4 separate regions of the Mus musculus genome follow, and all the other regions are linked to region 2. A link is a contact called in public promoter capture Hi-C data. All regions are on one chromosome and are shown on one strand. The core of a region is the stretch at or near the end of the contact, and the rest is flanking DNA. Distances in the headings are between cores, read along the strand shown.

Region 1 (3,294 bases), core at 745-3,244, 8.0 Mb before region 2:
GTTGAACCTCATTAAGTCTCAGAGAATTGCAAATATCACTTCAAAGAGACAGCATCCAGGGCCACCAAGTTAGCAAAAATTAAAACTTCAGTAACATCAAATGTGAGTACATGCATACCTCCTGTCGCTCCTTAAATTCTGTATGGATATCATGCAGGTCTCATAACAGAAACTGCAGTACAGCCATACTGACTTTGTCATAAAAATGCCCATTCATGACTAGGGAGAAGGGATGCTACTGAAATAGAAACACCCATAAAAACCAGATGACAGCAGGCAAAAAGGTGAGGACAAGCGTGGACTCCCATTTCAAGTTTACCTATGACAGGAAGCTGTAAGGCTTAATTTTAGGGGACTGACATGAGAAGCACTTCTCTTGTTTTTGTTTGTTTGTTTGGTTGGTTCTTGTTGTTTTAAACAAAGAAAACAGGGGAATCAAGCTTAGAACAAAGGGCAGGAATGACCACAATGACACAGGAAGGAAAAGATCCTGGGTAGTGACAAAGGTGCACAGTTACAGGTTCATGAATAAGGATTGGCTTAGAGGGAAACAAAGGGCCCTGGTTCACAGTCCAGAGCCAGCCTCTTTGTTGTATCCAACTTCTCTCTGGCTCTATACTCTCCAAATCCTCACTCCTCCTCTTTTAAACTTCTCTGTGGACCTTCAGACTTTTGTTCCTTTTAAAGGTATATTCTTCAGCAATTGTGCACAAAGGTCTGGCTTCCATTGTCAACTGAGCAATGTGTTTCTGAACACAGGAAAATGAGGTCCCCTCTACAGTACTGTGGCACTTCTATGCCCGTTCCTGAAATTATAAAATGCGTACTGTTCAAACGCCCCTCCTCTCAGTAGTCCTAGGACCACAGGAGCTGGGTTTTAGTTTTTTTTTCCCAGTACTTAGGAATGCTCGTCAATAGGTAAAAAGGCTCAATAATTAGGATATGTTTGAAGATCATCAAAAGAACAAGAATGGTGGGAACAATACTGGTATGATTTTTATAAAAATGAAGTATAGCCACCGAGTGGCTTGCAGAAGAGGTGGGAATTCAGATCATAAATCAAGTGGAGAATGGCAATTATTGGTGGTGGTAGGGGGACATCCATGCACATTTGAGAAATGAGGTACATACATGTCCACAAGGGAAGGCTTGACTTGGTCCAGATTTTTGCTAACAATGTCCACAACAGAGGACACATCATTTCTGTATTCTGAAAGTTCTTTAGAAACTCAGAGTACAGTCATTTCTTGCAACAAAGATAGGAGTATAATATTCAAATCATAGTTTACATAAAACTACTAGTCCTATCCACTTCACCAACTCTGCATGTCTGAACGGAGTTCAAACTGTGTCCTCTTCAGTAGTATATACATCTCAAACTAGGAATATTGGCATTAAACTTCTTAACTTTCAGGATAGCTAAAGGATGACTCCAAATTCTTACTGGTGGTAATGAGGAGTACGGAAAACAAGTCAAGAACAGTCAAATTCAAATTTTCAGTAGTAGCCACTGTCCACTGAACCGTCTGAGTTTCGGAAGGGACCTGAAAGCTCTCGTGATTAATGCACAGCTTTCGTTATGTTTTCTGTTAGTCTCCCTTCCCACCCATCTCTGGGAAACCTATGACTATCGAGGTTCTCATTCCCAGAAGAAAGAACAGCCGGGAGGCGTGTCCGAGGCTCTAAGCTGGAGAGACGGGGGTCCGGGTGTGGAGGGAGTCTAGTACTTGGGGTCCTCCTGGCCGAGCCAGAGGTCAAGGCTCAGGTCTGAAGCCAGGGGGCGGGGCGGGCCTCAAGAGCGGAGGGAGGCGCGGGGCGCAACCGGGCGGGAGAACGGGGACTCGGAGGGACTCACAGTAGTAGGCCACCACGGGGTCCCGCTTGTCATGCTCCTGCGCCGTTCTCAAATGGTGCTGTATGCTCTTAAACTGCGCGGGCAGCGGCGGCAGAGGGGCCAGCGCGGCCATCTCCACTCCCGGAAGCGCTACTTCCTACTCGCCGGTCACAGATACTTCCGCTTCCGCCTCCGAGCGGGCAATTCTCACCCACGCATCCGTTGCTGAGACGCTTGTCCGCGACGGGTGCCCGAAGGAGACAAACTTACTGCCTGGTTTAAGGCAGTTATTATTTGGAGAATGAGAGTCTCCTGTGTCGCACACGGCTCCAGCGCTCTCTGCTGGTAAGCGGAGATAGAGGTTTTAAATTTAACTTTTGTTTTTGTTTGTTTGTTTGCATGGAATGAATGAAAGAGAAGAAAGGGGAAAATAACGTAAAGGACTTTAACTGCGAGAAAGGAAAACTTCCCCTCCCCTCTCTTTATCTCATGCGTGTGTGTTTTGTTGGGAATATTCTGGCAAGCGTATATACTACTAAGCTACCTTCTCAGCTTTCAAATTTTCCTTCCCTTCCCTCCCTCCCTCCCTCCCTCCCTCCCTCCCTCCCTCCCTCCCTCCCTCCCTCCCTCCCTCCCTCACTCTCTCCCTTGTCTTTATTTTTATGAGACTGGGTCTCACTAAATTGCCAAACTAAGCTTTGGACTTGAAATCCTTTACCCAGGGCTTCCCAGTTAGTAGAGATTACAGACATATGCATATAGATGGGCCACAGTGGGTTTTTTTTTTTTTTTGGTGGGGGGGGGGGAGGGTGGGGTGGAGTGGGGGGTGGAGGTGTCATTAGTTTTAACAGAGAAAATGATCACAAAATAAAAATTTATACATTCACACACACAGAAGTACACGTTATAGCCTTTCTAGAAACTGTAAAGAGATACTGAAAACATGTACTTAAAGGAGATTGGAACTGGAAACAACCATTGCTTTTAGTTTAGAAGTTTTAAATTCTTATATGAGAAACACTATGTTTAAATACTAGATTAAAATTTGCATGTCCAAATACTGGACTGAATAGACAGTCCTTTTCAAACTTGAAAGGTAAACACATGCGAACTAATAAGAATTGAATACTTTCTCTGATATGGCTAGTGCTTGTTTTAGTGAACTATGCGAGTTGATTAGTGGAGGAAGATGATGAACATTAGGAAAGTATTAGTCTGTCTTACTACTTGACAAGATAGAGTCCAGGAGAGTCTGCACTTCTGACTTTATAGCACACCCCACCTTTTCTTTATAGCAGTGATATTTATTTATTTATTTATTTATTTATTTATCTATTGCCACCTCTCCATTGCATAGTATCATCCTTAAGGACTTACATTTCATTTGAACTTTCCTGTATTTTTTTTCTTTTTGTTTGGGTTTTATTTGTTTGTTTGTTTTTTGTTTTGTTTTTTTGAGA
Region 2 (3,472 bases), core at 270-2,769:
CACAGACATACTTCACTTACTGATGGGAAGTTCAGTTTTGTTTTGTTTTTTGAGACACGTACTATTATACCCCTAAGCAGGCCTTGGACTCACGTTCTCCTGCCTCAGCCTCCCAGAGGCTGGGATCCCAGGCATGTGCCACCACACCCAACCTAATATGGTTTAGCAAAGTATAAAACCAGTGGTCTGTGATGCAAGGCTTTAGAACACAAACTGATGAATATTTCACGGGGCGTATCCAAACCCTAAATAATTCTTTCAATCAGACAGTGCTAAAAGTCACTTCTTGATTTGAACGGACTGCTGTTTTCTCAAACTTGGAAAGAGACTGCAAATTCTAGCCAGAAGATTGAATGCCCTCCTTATTTACATTTCCCTTTTTCAATTACCTAAGGGAATCTGTTATGGCTTCACACACAAGTCGCAATTCTAAGCCATTCTTCTTAACCACAAGTATGCCAAGCTCACACTAGTCACTGCCAGTCTCGCTCTGCAGGTGACAGATGCAGTAAAGCTCACAGATGTGGACTGGCTGCAGCTTGACACTCGGTGCAATGTACACCCTGGCAGAGCCTGCAGATGCACAGCTAGCTCAGCAAAGGGAGTGTTTTCTATTTCAGTCATTTCCCATTTTATATACTTCTAGGACCCGTCCAGACGATTATGAAGCGATTACCGCCCCCCACCTTCCCACCTCTCATCCCTGCTCAACCCTATTCACAATTCATTTCTATCTTCCCGCGTTCCAGATCCTTCTTGCCGAAGCTTAATTCGGCCACTACTATTATTATAGAGTGGGGCTCCCGGCAAGTGCCAGAAGCGAGAGGCGCCGGCGCCGCTATTTAGGGGAGCCTTCGCGCAGCTGCTCCAAGTTTTCCGAGAAGCCACCGACCCCTCGCTTAGTGTCACGGTCCCTCTTTCCCCCGGGAGCGGGCTCCAGAACCCGGTCCATCCCTGCCCGCCTTCCACCGCGAGGCAGGCGCGCCCCACCCCCACCCCGTTATCCCTACTGGGATGCCCGAGCCGCTTGGCCCGTCCTCTCCACTAGCCGGTGGCCCGCGGCGCTCCCGTGCTCGGGTCCCCGCCTCGCACAGCTTCCCCGCAGCCCAACCGGCGCGGAGACGCCCCGCGGCAGCTCCAGGCCCCGCGGGCCCCGCACCCCCATCCCCGGACCGCCGACGGGGTTACCGTGGGAAGACGGGGCGGTCGTAAAGGACACGGCGGCAGCGCTGCTGCTGGTTGCGTCGGACGCGGAGAAGAAGCTGGAGGACAAGGATGAAGATAAAACGGGTCCGCTCCCCAGTCTCCATGGAACTCCCGCCCAGGCCCGTTGCTAGGAGCCCCCCAAGGCTCGAGCTCGGTTTCTCGCTTTGTTGTTCCGGGTACAGGGCGGCCGCCGCTTCCCCCGCGACAATAAATAGACTAGACGCACGGGGGCATAGAGGCGGCACGAGGCGGCTAGAGCGCCGCCGGACCCAGGAGCTCCGGGGATCCCGGCTAGCCACTCACTTCCGGTTCTCGCTGCTCCCCTCTCCGCCCCAACCCCTAGCTCCTTCCGCCTTCCCGAAGCCGCTGGCGAAGTCCTCCTCCTGCCCGCGGGCTGGGCGAGGCGGAAGTGGCCGGAGGGCGCTGGGTACCCGGGCTGCGCTTCCCTGAGCTCGCCCGCCCGGGGTGGATTTGAAGCCCCCGGTTTATTTTCCAGCTCCTCGTTGGCGAGCAGCATGACACAAATGGGCTTTCATTTTCCTGTAAACCAGAACTGTGCCTGGCACCCAACCGCCTGTACCGACGAGCTCAGCTAGCAGCCACTGGGCCCTTAGTCGTGACCCCGGGGTGACGGGGATCCCGGCCTTACTCATCGAGGGCCCCCGGCGGCGTGGCGGGAGCAACAGGGCTAGCAGGACGCTGGCGACGCACACTCGCTGGCTTGAACGGCCGCACCGGGCGGAGTGCGCCCTCGGGATGGCTTGGGCCGTGCTGCCCGAGGAGCGAGGCTCATAACGGCCGGAGCGCAGCCGCCCGCGCGACCCAGCTCTTGCCCTTGTGGGCTCGCTCTGGCCGGTGGTGGAGGCCAGCGGGTTAAAGGTCACGTGAGCCGTTTCCTTAGGTGGCTTGGCCTCTGACTGGAGCCACTTGGCCTTTTGAGAATGACTTAGACTGTCATCACAGGGTTTAGACGTGCACACCTAGTAGGGAAGTTTAAGTATTTGAGGGATAGCCAAGGATGCCTCTTTATCTCTCCTCCCTACTCTTAAAGTGTGAAAACGCGCGCACAACACACACACACACACACACACACACACACAGCGCACTCGAACGTTTTAAAGCCCTGAAGGACAGATTTGCTTCAGTTCTCACTTTTATTTATTTATTTTTTTGAGCAATATTAAATAGGTGTACTTTGTGTGGGATAGGACGAACAAGAAGCTGGGTGAGAAAGTCATGCCTATGGTGACTGATTTTGACAGATTTAGAAGGGATGGCCCTGAGAGGAGAGGAAAAGAGGATGTTGTGGTCTGGCTACACTGGGGCTGGCTACACTGGGGCGTGGAGGTGTTAATAGGAATAGGGCATGGCGAGTATAGCTAGGAGAAAGTGACAAGATAAAGTTGGAGGGGAACGAAGACCCAAACTCATCTGCACCTTGCAGACAGGAGTTTGGATTCTCTCCCAAATGGAGAGCAACGGGGTATGGTTTAAAAAACAACAACAAAAAAAAAAAAAACAAAAAAAAAACAAAAAACAAAAAACCGATAACCAGAAAAAGCTCTATTTTTAGGGGCTACTGCCCTGTTTAGAAGGCAATTTTACAACAATGGCGACTGATTCTAAGGTCTTTGATACTTTCCTTCAGGCAGCCCAGCAGGATACCTGGAAAGTGCCCTCTACTTTGGGCTGCCTTTTGTTATAGCCAAGGAGCCTTCCTTATAGAATTGGATATAGTTGGCTTGCAAGTTCCACTTGCTGTGGTGCTGGTTTTGATTGTTAGCTGATTGGATTATTCTTTCACCCTAGATGATTAGTAAAGTGCACTTTTAAGTGTTCTCTGCGATGATAGCACCTTCAGAGACAACTGGATTGCTCTCAGTAGAGCCATTACAGTATGACAGCATTGTTACATGGAAATGAAAGGTAGGTGAGGCCCGCTGGGAAGAAGTAGGTCATGGGTGTGTCTTTAGCTGACATTGCTTGCCCTGATCCCTGCTTTCCCATTTCTTCCTGGAGGGTGATGGGAACTCTTGCTCCATGAACTACTAGCCATGATGGACTGGTACCTTAAACTAAACATCTTACTAACACTGTAGCACTGACAGCTAAAGAGGCAAGAGTTTTAGTTGACTTCACTGTAAAGTGGCCGTTCTCAACCTTCCTAATGCTGAGACCCTTTAATACAGTTCCTTATGTTGTGGTGACCCCCAACCAAAACATTATTTTCACTGCTATTGCATAACTAGTTTTGCTACTGGTATGA
Region 3 (3,182 bases), core at 526-3,025, 9.2 Mb before region 2:
TTTTATTTTCTGAGACAGTGTTTCTCTGTATAGCCCTGGCTGTCCTGGAACTCACTTTGTAGACCAGGCTGGCCTCGAACTCAGAAATCCGCCTGTCTCTGCCTCCGGAGTGCTGGGATTAAAGGCGTGCACCACCACACCCGGCCAGATTCAACTCTTTTAAGACTTTTTGTTTTGCTAAAAAAGCAATAGTGCTTCGATTATACCTTTGAATCTCTTCCCCCTCCCTTTTGTTGTTGTTTTGTTTTCTGTTTGTATGTCTTTTGTTTTTTGAGACAGGGTCTCAATATGAAGCTCTGGGTGTTCTGGACCTTACCTCCAACTCAGAGAGCTGCCTGTCTCTGCTTCCGAGTGCTGGGATTAAGAGTGTGTGCCACCACACCCAGTTTTTTCCTTCCTCTTCATCTCCAAATATAAAACTCTCAATATCGTTTCAAAAAAAACCTATTACTATATGCATATACTCTTTAATTTCTCCTATGATTATTTCTGATCTGCCATTAAGTATTTCATAAACTGTAAGGGTTAGGCTTTTCCCTCTGAAATTGCTAGAGACAATTTTCTTCCCTTAGGTAGAGCAAAAATTTTTCTTTATACGTCTTCCATGACAACTTTATCTTTAGCATATGTATTCTATAATATTGGTACAATTTATATACCTTAGATATTAGAGACTGGAGGTAATATAAAACACATTGTATCTATAAAGTATTTCCTATAAAATATGAACTATTATTCATTTGTGCTATACCTCAGAGATATGCAGAATGTGGTTACTGTTTTACAAATGTCCTAATATTTTAAGTCATATTATGATATATTTATACACACACACACATAGATCAGAGGATAGTGGTAACAGTTCTTAAAACTCAAGTTTTAAAAATTCTTTTAAACTCCCTTTTTGTGTTGTTCAAAAGATTCCCTTCTTAAAATCCCATAATTATTAACTGAGGGTTGTCTTTCCAAGACAAAGGGTTTAAAGCAGTGTGTGTGTGTGTGTGTGTGTGTGTTGCTCCTTCCCTGGGACCCAATGCAGTCAGCCTAGGCAAGCACTCTACCACAAAGTTACAATTCCAGCATCAAGATTTTTATCCTGTTTCTAACTTTCCTCTCAGCCAGTGAACTCAACTATATCACCAAAATGGATCATGACCACAACCTTGCCAGTCCTGACAACACTGCAGAATAAGCACTGTGTTGATATATAGTTTGTACTTTACAATTGGAGAACAGAAATTATCTGCTGTATATTTTACAGCAACATGCTGTTTTCGGTTTACCTTTAAACACCACCTCAAAGAGCAGACTTAAGATAATGGCCCTAGAATATTTCGAAACTCGTGTGAAAGGTTGAAAGCAGAGTTGACAAACAGAATGAAAATCTAACAGGAAAGCAAAAGAAGAAAATTGGAAGGCAAATGTATCTATCTATACGAGAATAGTGCTTTGAAAAGAAACTTCATTGGGGTAGACTCTTGAAGGCCCATGGGGAGAAAAAGGACGGGGGCAGAGTGAGGGGCAAAGGGCACAGAGATCCAGATAAAAGAACTTTAGAGGTTCTTCTTTGACGGTTGAGCCAATCCCTTCGACAAATCCCAGTTTGGTATCAGTGGGCCCTGCCTGTTTTTATAAGTCACCTCTGTCACTCCTTTCTGCCAATGGCCCCTTCTAAAAAGCATGTTGTCACTCACCTCCGAGGACTGTGCCCAGGAAGATGCATTTCTTTTTGTGACGTTTCAGAAAATTCCACATTGATCTCAGCATCTCCAGACCCCGTGTTGTGTGGGTTGCCTAGGGGAGAGGGGCTGGCTCACCGTGTCTTCCGTCCACCTGGCCTGGACCTCCGGCAGCAGCGCGGTGGCGGCGCTAGGTGCTCTCCAGAAACCACAGACGTTTCTCTGAGCAGAGGTTGTGGCTTAAGCGGAGGAAGGGGGCGTGGACTAGAGCGGAGCAGCGACGCTTTCGGTCCCCCAGCCGCCGCTTACTGATCCGGGACGCCTGGGTCCGTCCGCAAATAGCTCCCGGGTGCCTCGTCTTTTCCCGTCCTCCTGGAAGCAAGGTCCGCTCCCGCCGCGTTCCGCTGTCCTCTCTTCTCTCGTCCCTCGGCCCGGAGTCTCTGAGCGGCGGAGGTATGGAGGAGAAGGTGGAGTCCACCACTACTCCAGACGGCCCGTGCGTGGTGTCCGTACAGGAGACGGAAAAGTGGATGGAGGAGGCGATGCGAATGGTGAGGAATCGGGCAGGTGGATGCTGAGAGCGCAAACTTTCTCCCGGCCATATCCTGACCAGAGTAGTTGAGCAAATGTGCCGGGCGCGCTATCTATCATGTCTGAAAATACCTGAAGCAGCAACTTGTTTTATTCTAGGGGGAATTTTTCTTTAGCTTTGTCTCATAGTAATTGGGGTGAAGGGAAAATACAGAAACGGTTCGATTGATGTATTACAGGGAGTCTTATCTGCCGCCTGGGGATGTGTGCTCCCTACCTGCCTATCTTCCTTCCCATGTGGACACATACTTTCAAATCCATAAAGCCACATTATTTTATGGCTTGCTCCCATATAATGGGAGGAAGCTGATGTTTCTGTAAAGGGTCATATCAAAACGTGTCCTGGTACAATCCTCACCGATGATGTGTCTACTCTTTCTACGATACTTTTCTCTGCCCTTGTATTCCCTTCCTTCCTGCGATTCTTATAGATTGCTCATCATGGAGAGCTCTGGTCGTATTTTTACATGTTTTCCCAAGCTTATTACCCATATCGATGTGTGGCAGGGATAGACGTTTGTGGCAGGGATATACATACAAACTATGTATGTATACACAGTTTGATGCTGGGTTTTCATTCTGTGAACATGGAACACCAATTTGTTTACAGCATTGTAAAGGCCTTAAAACTGAGCTCAGCCTTTGGTGTGGGGATATTATTTTTGTTTATTCTTTTACAAAATTAAAATATCTCACCTTTTTATTCTAATGGTTACAGAAGTTCACCTTCATAAGAAATTAAAATCTAGAAGACAGAAACATGTTTTCCACCCCACGCCCCCAGACAAATGGCATAATGCATTCTTTTAATTTTTTAATTAACATCTTTTTTTTTTTTTTTTTTTTTTTTGGTCATCTTTCTCAGAGCTCGGGGTGGGAAGAAGAGAGCCTTTGTTCATCAGTTGTCGAGTT
Region 4 (3,401 bases), core at 796-3,295, 7.9 Mb after region 2:
CACAAACGCTGGGATTACCGGAGTGTACCACTATACCTGCCCAGAGTGAACATTTTAAATGTAACATGCATGTCATGAGGAAATTTGATCAAATGCATACATCCTTCAGGCAACCTCTTTGTTCTGATAAACACAGATTGACTGTAAAAATACCTTGCTTTGTCACACTGACCAATTGCTTAAATAAGATATAGCAAGTGAACTCTATCCCTCCACATTGGCCCTATGAGGAAGTAACTAAGAAGATAAGTGTCCCCGATGCTGGTTGCCAACACTCTCCTTCCCTCCCTTCCAGAAGGTCTTTACACCATGACCATGGCCATCAGGAGGGAGTGATACCATCACTTCCTACTCCAAATCACAAACAATGGGAGATGTGAGCAACAAATGCCACCTCTAGTTCTCTTTGGGTATGTATGCATCAAGTTGTTTCTTGTACTAGAAGGTGTTTGGTTTTAGCAAGAATTGGGGGTGAATGGTGAAAATAAATTGCATGGATATCCCAGAATGAAAAGATGTGTAAGAGGTGGGGACAGAACCTCCATCTTAGCCACAAAACACATACACTCACTCCTACTCATCCCCGTAAGGAGGAGGAAACCTCTGTCCTTATGTCTGACATGTTGCATGTCTCCTGCCAGTTTTCCTTTAATGTCCAAGCTTCCAAGCATCTGTACTTGGCCTAGCACTTTTTTTTTAAAACCTGTGGGTACACTCACAAAAGTAAGGGAGGCCTTGTGCCAACGGAGGCCAGAAGTGTAGGCACCCCTGGAGCTGGGGTTACCAATGGCTGTAGGCAGTATCCTGACACAGCTGCTGGGCGCCAAATTCAGGTCCTCTGGAAGAGCAGTGTTCGTAACCAGTGAGCCAACTCTCCAGTTCCAGTGTCTCACCACTCTTTAAACATGAAGTTGAAGAAATCTCATCCTTTCCAGGTTTTCTTACGCAGAAAAATGAAATGCTTATCACAATCTAGATTTGTTCTCACCTCCTACATTGCCACTCTATCCTGTTCTCTTACTGCTGACACTAGATTAGTTTCTTAATCATTTAATATTCCAACAGATTCTTATTAACTCCAGTCTTATTGCTCTCGAGTCCTTCCTTCATTTTACTTTCTATTAAAAAACAATCTAATTCTGCCTCTTTACTTTTAAACTGTTTAATTCCTCTTCCAAGCTATAGTGTCCTCAAGTCTGTTTTCTCTGGTCCATCAGCCTACTTCTCTCTCTTTACCACTCTGCTACGTAGCTGGTGACGAGCAACGAACAACAGTTTATACTTCTAATGGACTTATTTCCTTGGCCCCGGTAACTAATACTGTAGCTCATATGTCACCCCCACCTTGAAAGGCAACATCCTTCATTCATCAATGGACAAAGATTCCCTTTTTAAAAGGCCCCCATACTTTAAAGGTTCCCACTAAGAACCCTCCATCATTGCACTTCACAAAGTTATGGCTATGCTCTCGCGTCCGCTAGTCCTGAGCCTAAGTAAACATTACGCTCTTTAAGGGCAGAGCTGTCAGTCAGCGCATCCTTGCCGTTCGGTGCACGCGACTTCAGGCGCTGTAGAAAATGTCACTTGAGTAAATAAAAAAGCTTCCCCCTCCCCAACTTTATTAAGTTCCACCCCAAGCCTTCCATCATGCCTGAACCTATATCGACACTCCTCACACTCCACCGAGAGCCCCCATGGATGTCTCCATTCTGCGTCGGGTCAGGTTCACCTGCTTAACTGCGGCGCCAGGAGCACGTGCAGAGGGGTGAATGGCAAGGCTCCGTCCTGGAGAAAGGCTGCCGGGGACATGGTCCGCCCAGCGGCCTCATCCCCGCCCCAATCCAGGCGCGCGCCGCTGCCCGCAGAGACCCCCCCCCCCCCCAGCCGGCGCGTGAGGAGTGCGAGCCTCTGCGCCCAGCACCCAGGACGGCTCACCGGTAAGCGGAACTCCAGATGCTCCTGTGCCATGAGCAAGAGATAGCGATTCAAGGAGCCCGGCAGCGCCATTGCAGCTACTACCGTGCGCCTGCGCGGCCTCCACGGGCCCGCCCCCTCCTCCTCCTCCCTAGAGCCAAGTTTCCGCCGAGCCTCATCCCGGAGCCGGAAACGGAAGCACGACAAGGAACACTGGCGGGTGGCACTTTCTAGGAAGGGGCGCTAAGGGCAAGAGTGAGATCCTGGTGTTCCCACCGTCTGTGGCTACCCTAGCACGCTCCCCTTGTGAGATGCATTGTTTTAAGAGGCAGGCTGCAGTGATCCCGCGCAGTTCCCCAGGGATACTCCACTTGGAGTGTTCTTCTGACTCCTCCCTCTGTTCTTCAGCTCAAAACTGGACCAAAACTTCACTGTTAAGTGTAGACTCTTAATCGTTCGAGATTCAGCCTCACCTGCTTGAACACTGAGTGTACTTTTAGTGATTTTGCAAAAATTTTTCAAGAGCTGTCAAGGACCCATCTCGGGTTGCTCTGTATGGAAACAAACAAACAAACAAAAGCCTTCCTCAGACTTGCACTCCGTAATTATGCTATGTTGTTCCAGGCACACAGTAAATCCACAGCCAGTGGTAGATTAAAAACATTGGTGAAAGTTACCCTAATTACTCAGATGGGCCTAATACCATAACAGTTTGCAAGAGACATGGCTACCTATACATAAGCTCGACAAGTATCATTTCTGCTCAAAGTACTGAACCCTTTGTACTGCTGAGGCCTGTATTTTTGGGTTTTGTGTTCCACCTTGGTAATGCACAGCATATACAAGTATCCTGTGCCAGAAATATAGTTGATGCTTATTGGTAGTGATCAAGACAGCCAGCACACAGACAGTGGTGACCCTTGTTACCCAAACCTCAGTTCCATTTATTATCCCTATGCTCTCAGCGAATTTTGTAACATCTGTGAGCTTCAATATTCTTTTAAGAACTGGAGTATTGCATCCTACAGATAATAGCTATAAGTACTAGGTGTTACAATATTCAAACTTCAACGTATACTCTATTGCATGGGACCAATAAATAGCATTGGGAAATGTTTTTTGTTGTTTTAAATGAGAATTTCTGCTTTTTTTTTTTAAAGAGAGATTTGCCTTTGTTAGTGTTGTTAAAAATCCTTTCACTGAGGACAATGTAAGCAACAGCAACCATGTCTACCAAAATCCCAAGAACAAAACAAGGCACATTATCACCAAAGTTCACTCCAATGAGCAATGAGTTTATTGGGTTTCCTTCTAGAGAATCGATGAGGACTCACTCACCTGGCTATGGGCACTCCTACCCTAACAGGATACACCTGAAAAGCTTTACCCAGCAGTGAGATGGGCCAAGGAGATGGATAGACGTTGACTTCCCAGCATTCCCACTCTCTAGTGTAGTACCTACAAACCAGCTACAAGGACTTTCTGTT

What was found. Promoter capture Hi-C pulls out the DNA fragments that hold promoters and counts their contacts.
Region 1: a contact with region 2 is called in a promoter capture Hi-C map of pre-B cells, with 7 times the contacts expected there. The contact joins the promoter of Vta1 here to the promoter of Tbpl1 in region 2. A contact is called at or near these places in 2 of 39 promoter capture datasets (liver and pre-B cells) and 2 of 484 Hi-C or Micro-C datasets (CD8 T cells and pre-B cells).
Region 3: a contact with region 2 is called in a promoter capture Hi-C map of liver, with 6 times the contacts expected there. The contact joins the promoter of Adat2 here to the promoter of Tbpl1 in region 2. A contact is called at or near these places in 2 of 39 promoter capture datasets (liver and pre-B cells) and 1 of 484 Hi-C or Micro-C datasets (CD8 T cells).
Region 4: a contact with region 2 is called in a promoter capture Hi-C map of liver, with 5 times the contacts expected there. The contact joins the promoter of Trmt11 here to the promoter of Tbpl1 in region 2. A contact is called at or near these places in 2 of 39 promoter capture datasets (liver and pre-B cells).

The regions. Positions count from the first base shown.
Region 1 is chr10:14,703,495-14,706,788 of GRCm38.p6, forward strand. Vta1 (vesicle (multivesicular body) trafficking 1) reads right to left here and starts at 1,995. Exons shown (of 8, transcript NM_025418.3): 1 at 1,856-1,995. The coding sequence starts at 1,967. 1700016L04Rik (RIKEN cDNA 1700016L04 gene) reads left to right here and starts at 2,115. Exons shown (of 6, transcript NR_045824.1): 1 at 2,115-2,179.
Region 2 is chr10:22,729,928-22,733,399 of GRCm38.p6, forward strand. Tbpl1 (TATA box binding protein-like 1) reads right to left here and starts at 1,520. Exons shown (of 7, transcript NM_011603.5): 1 at 1,189-1,520.
Region 3 is chr10:13,551,132-13,554,313 of GRCm38.p6, forward strand. Adat2 (adenosine deaminase, tRNA-specific 2) reads left to right here and starts at 1,776. Exons shown (of 6, transcript NM_025748.4): 1 at 1,776-2,230. The coding sequence starts at 2,135. It overlaps Pex3 (peroxisomal biogenesis factor 3), which reads right to left and starts at 2,011. Exons shown (of 12, transcript NM_019961.3): 1 at 1,695-2,011. The coding sequence starts at 1,767.
Region 4 is chr10:30,598,655-30,602,055 of GRCm38.p6, forward strand. It overlaps Trmt11 (tRNA methyltransferase 11), which reads right to left and starts at 2,046. Exons shown (of 13, transcript NM_028604.3): 1 at 1,936-2,046. The coding sequence starts at 2,007.